Linked DNA regions of Drosophila melanogaster: region 2 is linked to region 1. The links are chromatin contacts, called in public Hi-C maps. All regions are on one chromosome and are shown on one strand. Each heading gives the region's core, a stretch centred on a gene start, on an enhancer-like site or on the middle of the called end of the contact. The rest is flanking DNA. Distances are from core to core; before and after follow the strand shown. Region 1 holds the start of Tlk (Tousled-like kinase). Region 2 holds the start of lncRNA:roX1 (long non-coding RNA on the X 1).

Evidence for each region. Hi-C and Micro-C count contacts between places; a contact is called where the count stands out from the background.
Region 2: a Hi-C map of the Kc167 cell line shows a contact between it and region 1, with 1.8 times the contacts expected there. The contact joins the promoter of lncRNA:roX1 here to the promoter of Tlk in region 1. A contact is called at or near these places in 5 of 107 Hi-C or Micro-C datasets (the Kc167 cell line, the ML-DmBG3-c2 cell line and the S2 cell line).

What each region holds. Positions count from the first base shown.
Region 1 is chrX:3,718,257-3,723,270 of dm6, forward strand. It overlaps Tlk (Tousled-like kinase), which reads left to right and starts at 1,751. Exons shown (of 9, transcript NM_001144680.3): 1 at 1,751-1,848; 2 at 3,120-3,391. The coding sequence starts at 3,320. It overlaps Rala (Ras-like protein A), which reads right to left and starts at 1,379. Exons shown (of 6, transcript NM_080324.4): 1 at 1,107-1,379.
Region 2 is chrX:3,858,954-3,863,539 of dm6, forward strand. lncRNA:roX1 (long non-coding RNA on the X 1) reads right to left here and starts at 3,108. Exons shown (of 1, transcript NR_123784.1): 1 at 1-3,108. yin (yin,) reads right to left here. Exons shown (of 6, transcript NM_001297915.1): 6 at 4,013-4,586. The coding sequence ends at 4,221.

The DNA of each region.
Region 1 (5,014 bases), core at 501-3,000:
GGAGATAATGAGAAATGGGGAAAGGGAAAGATGGTAGCGGAAAACGGGTCACTGTGAGAAAATAACGCCACAGAGCGAATGCCATCAAAAGCGATCTCACAAAATAACAGAGATTAAAACCAGACACCGTTTCTGCGAATTTTCTTGCATTTCAAACGACAATTTTCGAGTGCCAAAGAAGGTTCTTAGAAATTCGAAATATGTGATTAATGAAGAAATGTGCTTAATAAACTTGTCATTTAAAAAAAAACTCAACTGTATTTAACTGTTGGTTAAATAATATTTGTATAATGTTAAATTATTACTAATACTTGGGAAAATTCGGCAAATGTTATTTAGAGCGGCGTAAACGAGATCCCAAAGCGGAATTGGGATAAAGAGAAGTTTAAAAAGCAAAGGGGCGATGGGGGCGTGTGCGTGCTTGCTTGTGTGTGTGTGTTTGTGTGTATGAGTCAACGCGCAAAATGCGGGCGGCGACTGCACCTTGCACACCCCGCAAAAAGAGAGGGCGATAAAGCAGGAGAGAGCGGCAGCGAGAGCGAGAGAGAATAAGGTCAAGCGGGGTGCGGCAACAAATATTTCTGCTGATAGCCGTTGATAAAAGGCTCTCGCCGCCCTTCTCCTTTTCTTTCTCTCTCTCTCTCTATCTCTCGCTCTCCGTGTGCTCATCAGTCCGCTCCTTTCCTTTATTTTGCTGAATGGAGCACACACACAAAAATGCCAAGCGCAATACCTTTTATTTAGTTTACATTTAAATATTCAACAAAGCAAATAGCAGCAGAAAGATTTCACTGCTGAGTTTTTTTTTCACCTCTTGCTTTGCTCACACACATATACACACACACACACACACATCCACTTTCTTCGACGTCGACTGCAACGCCGGCAGCGGCGCCTTTTGGCGGCTTTTACAAATTTTGTTTATGAAACAAAAAACCCCTGTGTATATTCCTTTCTGGGATTTCATCGGTGTATACACCCAGATAAAAAGAAAGAATCTTTCCACACGGCAGACATCATGAAGAACAACATACGAAATATGCGTAATCACTCTATAATGCTTTAGCTGTAAATGCTTTTGCTTCTCTTTCCTCCTTTTTGCGTACTTCGTTTTCTTCCTTCCTTTTTATTGTATTTTGCGCGTCCGCTTTGGCCTGTCGCTTCGTTTGTTGTTGCTTTGCTGTGTTATCTCGCACTTGATGCACTAAACTAAACAAAAAAGTTACAGGCGCGATCGGAGAATCGGCAACTGATGAATTAACAGGATCGGAACGCAACAGTAAATTGGCTGCTTTTCGGTTTCTCTTCTCGTTCGCCGCACACCGCAATTAAAGTTCCGTTGGTTTTGCTTGCTTGAAAGAAACTAGTGTGAAAGTGGAAAAATACCACAGAGGTGCACCAATGTGACCGCTCTGCCATCGATCAATTATACCAAGCACAAGCATCACTAAGAATAACACAAAAATACCAATAAGTTCCGTCTTATATTGAGGTGGGTGTGATCGCTAAGGCTGGTGGGTGTACTCGCTTTGCTGGTTGATGTACTCGATAGGCGAGCGAGCGAGTTGTGCACTCGCTGGCGAGCGGTTTAAGTATCCGATAACTATGGTTGGTGCACACGCTAAGTAACAAGTGACCGCTAAACTGCTACTTTAACAGACACAACTGTGCATGTTAAGCGCACTCATCGTTCCGCCAGATGGCTTCTTTGCACACTCGTTTCGGTATTTTTTTTACACCAACTTACAGTATATTTTTAGGCCATTTCTGCGTGTGTGCGTTCGTGTGAATATTGTGAATATTTTTTTTACTGTGAAAATAGACAAAAATCGGCTGTGGAAAACCGAAGTAAACACATTTGGGAATCATGGCGATTGGCCCTTAACCTTAACCCTTAAGTGTCGTGCCGACAGTGCCACGCCACAAACCCAAATCCCAAAGAAACAAAAGCGAAAGAAAAAAAAAAAAGAACAACAAAAAGCTATAGTTGCAGCCTCTGAAAGTTTAAGACAATCGCCGATCCGATCGGAAGCGGAAGATATATGCTCGCCACACCAAATGGCATGGTAAACACCTCTCGTTCCTCTAAATGTGATGTCGATGTCGGAAAAGCCGTAGAAATCGTACAATTCCTAAAATCGCAAACTTAACCTCGCAGCGTTGTGTGCAAAAACGGAGAGGGGTGGGGGGGAAACAACGGAAAAAAAAGGCAACGCAAAGCAAAGCAAACGAAAAGCGAAGCGTGTGCGAGCGAGAGGCGAGTGAATAGCATTGTTGTTATTGTTGTAGTGACTTTTATTTTATCTCAGCCGGCGATTTAATTCTCTCGCACTCACACATATTCACGCGAATAAAAGTAAATTCAAATAAATACACTCGCAAAAACAAATTGGCACCGGTAACAATTCAAAAAAACTTATGCACATGTGTGTATGTGTGTGTGTGTGTGTGTGTGTGCACTTAGGAGCAGTTGGAGGCGTGGCATGTGTGTATGCCAATTAGTACGGCTAGTTGTTGGGTCGTTCATTTTGCTCCTTCCCGCTATCAGACTCGCTCTTTGCCCTGCATTTTCTCGCCGAGTGCAAAAGGAAAATAACAAAAAACCTCACTCCAATTGGAGATTCGAGATGCCGATCTCTAAAGCGCAGGCAGGGCAACAACAAAAGCGCCAAGAAGAAGACGGAAAAGGGAAAGATTCGAACTAAAACCTATTGGGATTTCATCTTGGAACATTAACCCTTAGGCGGGCTGAAATGTTGTTTAAATCATATTGAGAAATTTCCCAATAAAAGCGTATTGCATTTAAAAGGATGCCAAGTTTTTCAATTATACAAGTGTAGTTTATGAGCGTGTTTTTAATGAAATACCTAAACATGGCCAGGTTTTGGCAAAACCTCTGCTTGCATTCAATTATAGCACACACAATTATTTCACTGAAACTCAATTGATAATACAATACATATTTGGTAATTTCTTGTTTGCTGCTATGAGCAAAACAAAAACGTTGATAAGATGAAATGCCTTTAGATAGGGGCCTTTATATAAGCCACACAGTGCGTGCTAAAAATATGCATGTGGCAAATTAGTGATATTAAATTGTTATTTATTAATTTTTTCAGATGAATTTGTCACTTTATTATTGCCATGGCTCTGACAAATCTTGTCGCACTCGTTGCCGACATTTGCAATCGATCAATATTAAAATATTGAATAACTAAACCAACCACGAGCTAAAAGAAAAATTTCAGAAAAACTTTTGTATCTGAATCGAAAACAAAAAAAAAAACAAATTCCTATCGGCGCTTATAATCACAAAGTAATGGATCAATTTCAAACTTCACTAAATCCGCGGAAACTCGAGCTTCTGGAGTCTCGAATTACTGGAGTGCGGGTAAGTGCGAATGATATTGTAGAATTTATATTTATTTATTTATATGAACAAATACAAAGTATGTTATTTTTTATGTAATGCCTGGGCTATTTTGCTTCTTTTCAATTTGGTTCGCCATTATTGAGTTGGCCCCCTTATTCGCCCCCCAAATTCTCGCTGTGTATGACGTCGCATAGATCGCCGCGATTGGCTGTCAATGGGCTGGCCCCTGGGGCCGTCGAAGGGTTAATGGCAAACGGTTATTGCACTTTGGAACTTTTCTTGTTTCGTCGAGATGCACATGCAGATGCAGTTGTTGTTGCAGATGCTTTTCCGAAGTTTTTGCCCCTTAATGTTTTCTTTTTTGCACTTCTTTCTTGGCTTTGTGCCGCTTTGAAGCGCAAGAGGAGGTATGAAAATGTGGAAAAAAGCGAAAATAAATTAGCATCGGCGGATGGGTGAAGAGAGAATAAGAGAAACAGAGAAATTGGGAGGAAAATGGGTAAAATTGTTGGGATAATGCAAAGATGTGGTTGTGTGTGTGTGTGTTTCTGTGATGGGCGTTGGGGGGGGGGGGGGGTGTGGAGTTTGTTGGGGGAAGATGTGGTATGGTAGCCACCCAACCCTTGTTCACCACCCCACCCCTTTATTACACCCACTTCTGAGCTGCTCTTCTATGGCGCACACACCAAAACAAATCGCCCAGGCAGTTTGTATTCAATTCATATTGAAAGCAACTCAATGACCCTAACTCAAGGGTTTTTTTTTTTAATTTAGAGCCTTATTGTACCTTGGACTACAGCTCAGAATATATTTGTGGATTCGATTTGATTCAATAGCATGGTGTCACCCTTTTTTTGTCAGTGTAGGACTTAATCGCAGCACTACCACAGACGCACACATGGTCCTCACCTTGTCGCTGCAGCATGTTGTTGTTGTTGTCAACATTTCGTCACACACACACACACACAAGCACAGCCAATACATAAATGCACGGCACTAGCTGTACATAAGAGCACATAAAGATGGGACCACGGACACATACATAGGCATATTCGCACCACCCACCTGAGAAACTCTCGGAATGCCTGTACACCACCCACTTTTCTTTTTTTTGGTCTATTTGGTTTTTTCGGGCACTGCTGCTTTCCTTTTTGCATTCTGCCACGTCTCTGCTCTTTATTTTTCAGTGTATTGGTATGAAAGTGCAAATAAAAGAACAGCTGACAGAAGATTCAGCGGAGAAAGCCCGTTTCAATAGCAAAAGTGGCACTAATATTCAACAATTTTTTGTTTGAAAATTTAAATATTTTGTTTAATATACGGTATTTAATGTCTGTTACCTGTAAAATTTGTTACTAGCCATATCTGGTGATAAATGTACAAGCATTGCTATTTCGCTGACTGCGAAATGCTTTTCAAATATCGGCGGCCCATAACGAGATATCGATAACAGCGGGAAAACAGAAAGCGAAAATAACAGCGTGCAATGCACTTCCGCATGTTACTAACATTGCCACTGACGTTTCGCCTGCTGTCTCTCTCTCTCCCTTTATTTTTTGCCATTCTTTTAGCTTTACTCTTCCTCGCGCTCTCTCGCCCTCTCTTTTGCTCACTCTTTTAATGTGGTCGTAGGTCGGGCGC
Region 2 (4,586 bases), core at 1,858-4,357, 140 kb after region 1:
TTGGTGAAGATTCGTATAACGTTTCCACACATTTTTACTTGCTTTGGCTGTGTTCATTTCAACATCTTTTTAAGAACTGCGTAGAACGTTGATCAGCAAGTTTTTATTTGTTAGTAAATGTGTTTTTCTTTTCTTTTTTTTTCATTCCTTTTTTTTAGTTATACTTCTTGAACCGTAATGAATGCATAGGCTTTCAATACCGTTCCATTTATTCGTTTTACGCAGTTCAAAATATTGTTTAAATGTGATTCCCATTTCGGAAAACGATTTAAAATTACGCCTTTTAATGCGTTTTCCGAAACACGAACCTTATATAAGAATAGTATGGTTGGTTATTCGGGTGGGACAAAAAAGGATCTGTCAAAACATGGAAAATTATTAGAAAGTCAAGGAAGGGGACTGGGTAAAATACAACGGAAGTTAATTAGATAAAACACAACATAAAATAAAAGGAACAATTAAGAACAATTGACGAGGTGCTGAACACTGAAGGGGTTAGTTCACAGAACACGATCTACTTCTGGTCGGATCTGAAAGATAGCAAACTGGTTAGTATAATCTTCTCTTGTATTAGGCGGAGCTTCTTGGCTATGGCCTGATGTGGGGTTGGACCGGATTTCATAGGCTTTGTTACACCTGCTTGCATATCACATTCAGGAGAAAGCACAAGTCTGTAATGGGTTTCCTCTTCTGCAGGACATTTGCACAGAAAAGGTTCAATTGAACAGAAAAAAATTCTTGGCACAATGTTTCAAGCTCAAGCAGGGACCAACGAAGAAAAGATGACTTTTGAATGAAAACTGAGGTTCAAGAATTAGCCAGTCAATGTTTAAGAAAATTAATGAAAAGACTGCGGGAAATCGACTCGAATATAGGGAATTAAAAACAAAAATCAATTTAAAACTTTGGCTCCGCGAGGCTCCAAGTTTCGTCTCTGTTCAAAACTCATCTGAAAGAACACACAGCATAGAAATATGTTAATAATCAAGGCCAATAGAATAATAGCTTTTGCTTGAATCCCGGGTGGATACGCATTGTAGGTGCCCGGTGTAAGGATATTTTTATTTCTTTTAAAATTTTTTATTTTTTATTTTAACAAGCTTTGCCATAAGTTTAAGCGAATATTTTCAGCCATTCGCAAATCAACTGCTGGTCAAACGATTGAACAGCACTTAATTCGCTTTTTGATATTATTTTTCATCTTTCGTTTAGAAAACGCATGTTTTAAACATCCGTTTGCAAACATTTATTCACTTTTATACGTTTTCTTCTACGCATAACTTTAGGCCAGCTTGTATAACAGTTTCACAGTGGCCTCTTTTAGAACTTTTTATTTTTATAGGTTTTTTTTACAGGCTTTGTCTGGCCTATTTCCTTTAGTTGGGCCCCTACTCAACGTTTTCCAAGAATCGAAGACAAAAACTCACCTCCTGGCAGTTAATTTAAGGGCTTTTTCAGTTAATAAACTGATTAATTTCTGTAAGCAATATTTTGGTTAGTTGAAAAACTAAGGCACAAAATCAAAGCAAAATCAAAATGTCCCTTTTCGAGCGATTTCTGAGTACTTGTTCAAATGGTAAAGCAGAAGAAAAAATAGGCTAGACTGATTCATGAATGAATATTTTGTGTGAGGCTTTTGTGATGAATAGTTCGTTTAGTAGCCTAGCTTGAGATTTTGAACAGTGCTAACGTGGATAAAACTTAATAGATTCGATGGCCTTCAGTTGGTGGATAACCATTTCAGTTTAGATTTCTTTGCTCATTTCAAAAATCTATGCAGTGGCAGTTTCTTCTGGGTGTAGCTTCTTGGCTTTTAGATCTTACTTAAGCGGCGGCATGGCTCCTAAATCTTCTGGCTTCTAATTCCCTCAAAACAAATACTTCAGTCACTACTATCACAAAAATTGATGAGTTCCTAGGGCAGTGATAACTAACAATTTCAAATGAAAAAGAATCTCTACATTACTGCTTTGCACGGACCAGAAATGGACTTTGATGAAATGTGAAAAGTGGTGAACGTTACGATGACACTTATTGTGACTTTAATAGAGCGCATAGCTCTTGCTTTTGTCAACTTCTGTTTGAGTTATAGCTGCTTTTGCAGTCGTTTACTGCATTATGGCGATTCTACGCTCCTGGCCGAGCATTTCTTACAGATTTGGCCGGTCTTTCCAGAGCGGAGCGGTATTCGTGAGTGCGGTCTGAACTTTTTCCTTTCCGAGGGATGCCCATGCCGTTATACGCAACTTTCGATGCGTCGTTTATTGCTTATAGGGGTTATATGGCTTTACCGCTCTCTTTCGGGACTTGCAGTCCGCCCTATGGCCGTCTCACTCACCCGCTTGCGATGCAAACGCCTGGCCAGCCCGATAGAGAGTGATGGAGAGAGGGAGCCGTCTCTCCTTGTCTACAGTATCATTGTCTCGCTCGCATCCGCGTACCGCCACATGCATCCGATAGAGGTATGCGTACGCGTCTTCTCGAAACGCAAGTGGCGACAAGCGGACGCTTTGGGTTCATTTGTCTCTTTCGTTCCGGCCAGAATTTTCCATCTCAAGCGTTTTCGTTACATTACTTTTCGGACAGGAAAACCCTGTCCGGCTTTATGGGCCATAGGGTCTTTGTAGGTCTGCAAGGTTCAGTTTATATGGGGCTCATCCACTCCGCTGGCAGTGTCACAAGTTGCACCACTCGCACCACTTTCGCTACTTCGGATAGCCGCGTCTTCGATGCCTCGAAGACGCCACCCTTAAGAATTGCAGCTCAGGCGAAGAATCTCTTACTTTTTGAGTGTTTCTTGTGTTCATTAAGGTTTAATGAATCTATGGAGCGAGTAATGCGCTTGAAGCTGTGTTTATCTGGTCACATGTATTGAATTGAAGTCGAATTTTTAAGGTTGGGGTTGCCAAGAAGTTATCACTGCCCGATGGAGCACATCTCGTTGCTGTTGCGTTAGGTCACCCTATCAGTAGCAGTACACACTCTAGCTAATTTCACCTTTAAAAAAAAATGCACTTTAAAAAAAATATAACAAAAATTCCACACTCCTCCGGGAAGAGTTTCTTACGAGAAGTTTCCACTTAGCCATGCCGCCAAAGACTGATGATCGATTTAGCAGCGGTGGCAAGAATGTAGCCTCGGTTTTCGGGGACTTCGCCTACCTGAGTCCAGTCCAACCCCTATAAGCCATTTGGGTTAGGTTCCCAGGGTTTTTCTATTGTCCGGACTCGTCAAGGCCACGAAGTGCAGCTGCCACAGGCACGTTTTCTGGTTTTTGCCTGGATGCCTGCATTCTAAATGGCTTCTTTGGGATTGCTGCACGATGATGGCAATGCCGTTTGATGAATTTTCTTTCGACGCTACATCTTGCCAGAGATTTCGATTTTTTGGTGATTTTTTTTTTCAATTTAAATTTAATTTTAAAAGGGCAGGCCCTGGTAACTAACACTTTTCTTCGGTGACTACGCATTAAATGCTTGTCGGCGAAAAAACGAGGGCCATTAGGGCTGCCACTTGTCGAAAAAGCCGAAGGGGACAGCTCGTATATGAAACTACGCCCATGTCTTCTAATATCTGCACGCTTTTCGGGTGTGGTGCCCTGGTCTCTGATTAAATTTACTTACAACTGCTGTTAATTTGCCTTACCAACTGGCCTAAACGTATCAAACAATTTACTATTACCGATCGATCACTGGATATTTCACTTAATTTCCATTTTCCACTCCGAACGTAATTGTTCTACAAGATACAGTTCACAGCGAACAGAAATCCCACAGTAACTTTTTCCAACGAGCCGGTAACGCCGCACAACTGCATTTCTGTTATACATGCATTGCACATAACAGCTAACATTAACAGCAATGTTTGGGACACAGTTCAGTTTCAAACCCTAACTGAAGTTTTAAATTGTTGATAGCCAGTTAGCTAATATTATTGTATTGTAAACATATTTTAAAAAGTAAACCGCAGTGCCAATTATAATAATTAATAAGTATATAAATGCCAAACATTTGTAATAAAACGTATAAAATGTATTTACAAAACAATTGGGTAAAAAATGCATCTACAGAATACTCGTACAAACGAACGTATTTACAGCCAACTACATATATAAATAAATGCGAACAAATAAAATAAATAAAAGGGCTAGCTACGACTAAATGCGAATGCGGGCGACGCTGTCGATATGGGTATGGACTTTAAGTACGAAAATCGGACATCTAGGCCTCCGAGAAATCGTTGTCGTAGGCGTGATTGCGGTAGGCCCCGTATCCTGGTTCCGCCTCAATGCCGTTTGTTTTCCTTGCGGTAGTATCAACTGTAGTGGCTTTGGGCTTCGACTGCATAACACTATCGATTGTCGCATCATCGTCGTCCTCGAAGTCCTCCCGCTGATCCTTGTACTGGTAGCTGCGGGCTAGCCACAAGAAGATCATCATATCCACTAGCATAAGGCTGGCGAACAGGGTGAACTCTCCGGATTGCGAGCTGGTGAACTTGAATTCGGCAATCACCACGACTAGCATATTGCCAATGGCCACCGAGAGCAGCCAACAGGCCTGCAGGACACTCTTCATACTAGGCGG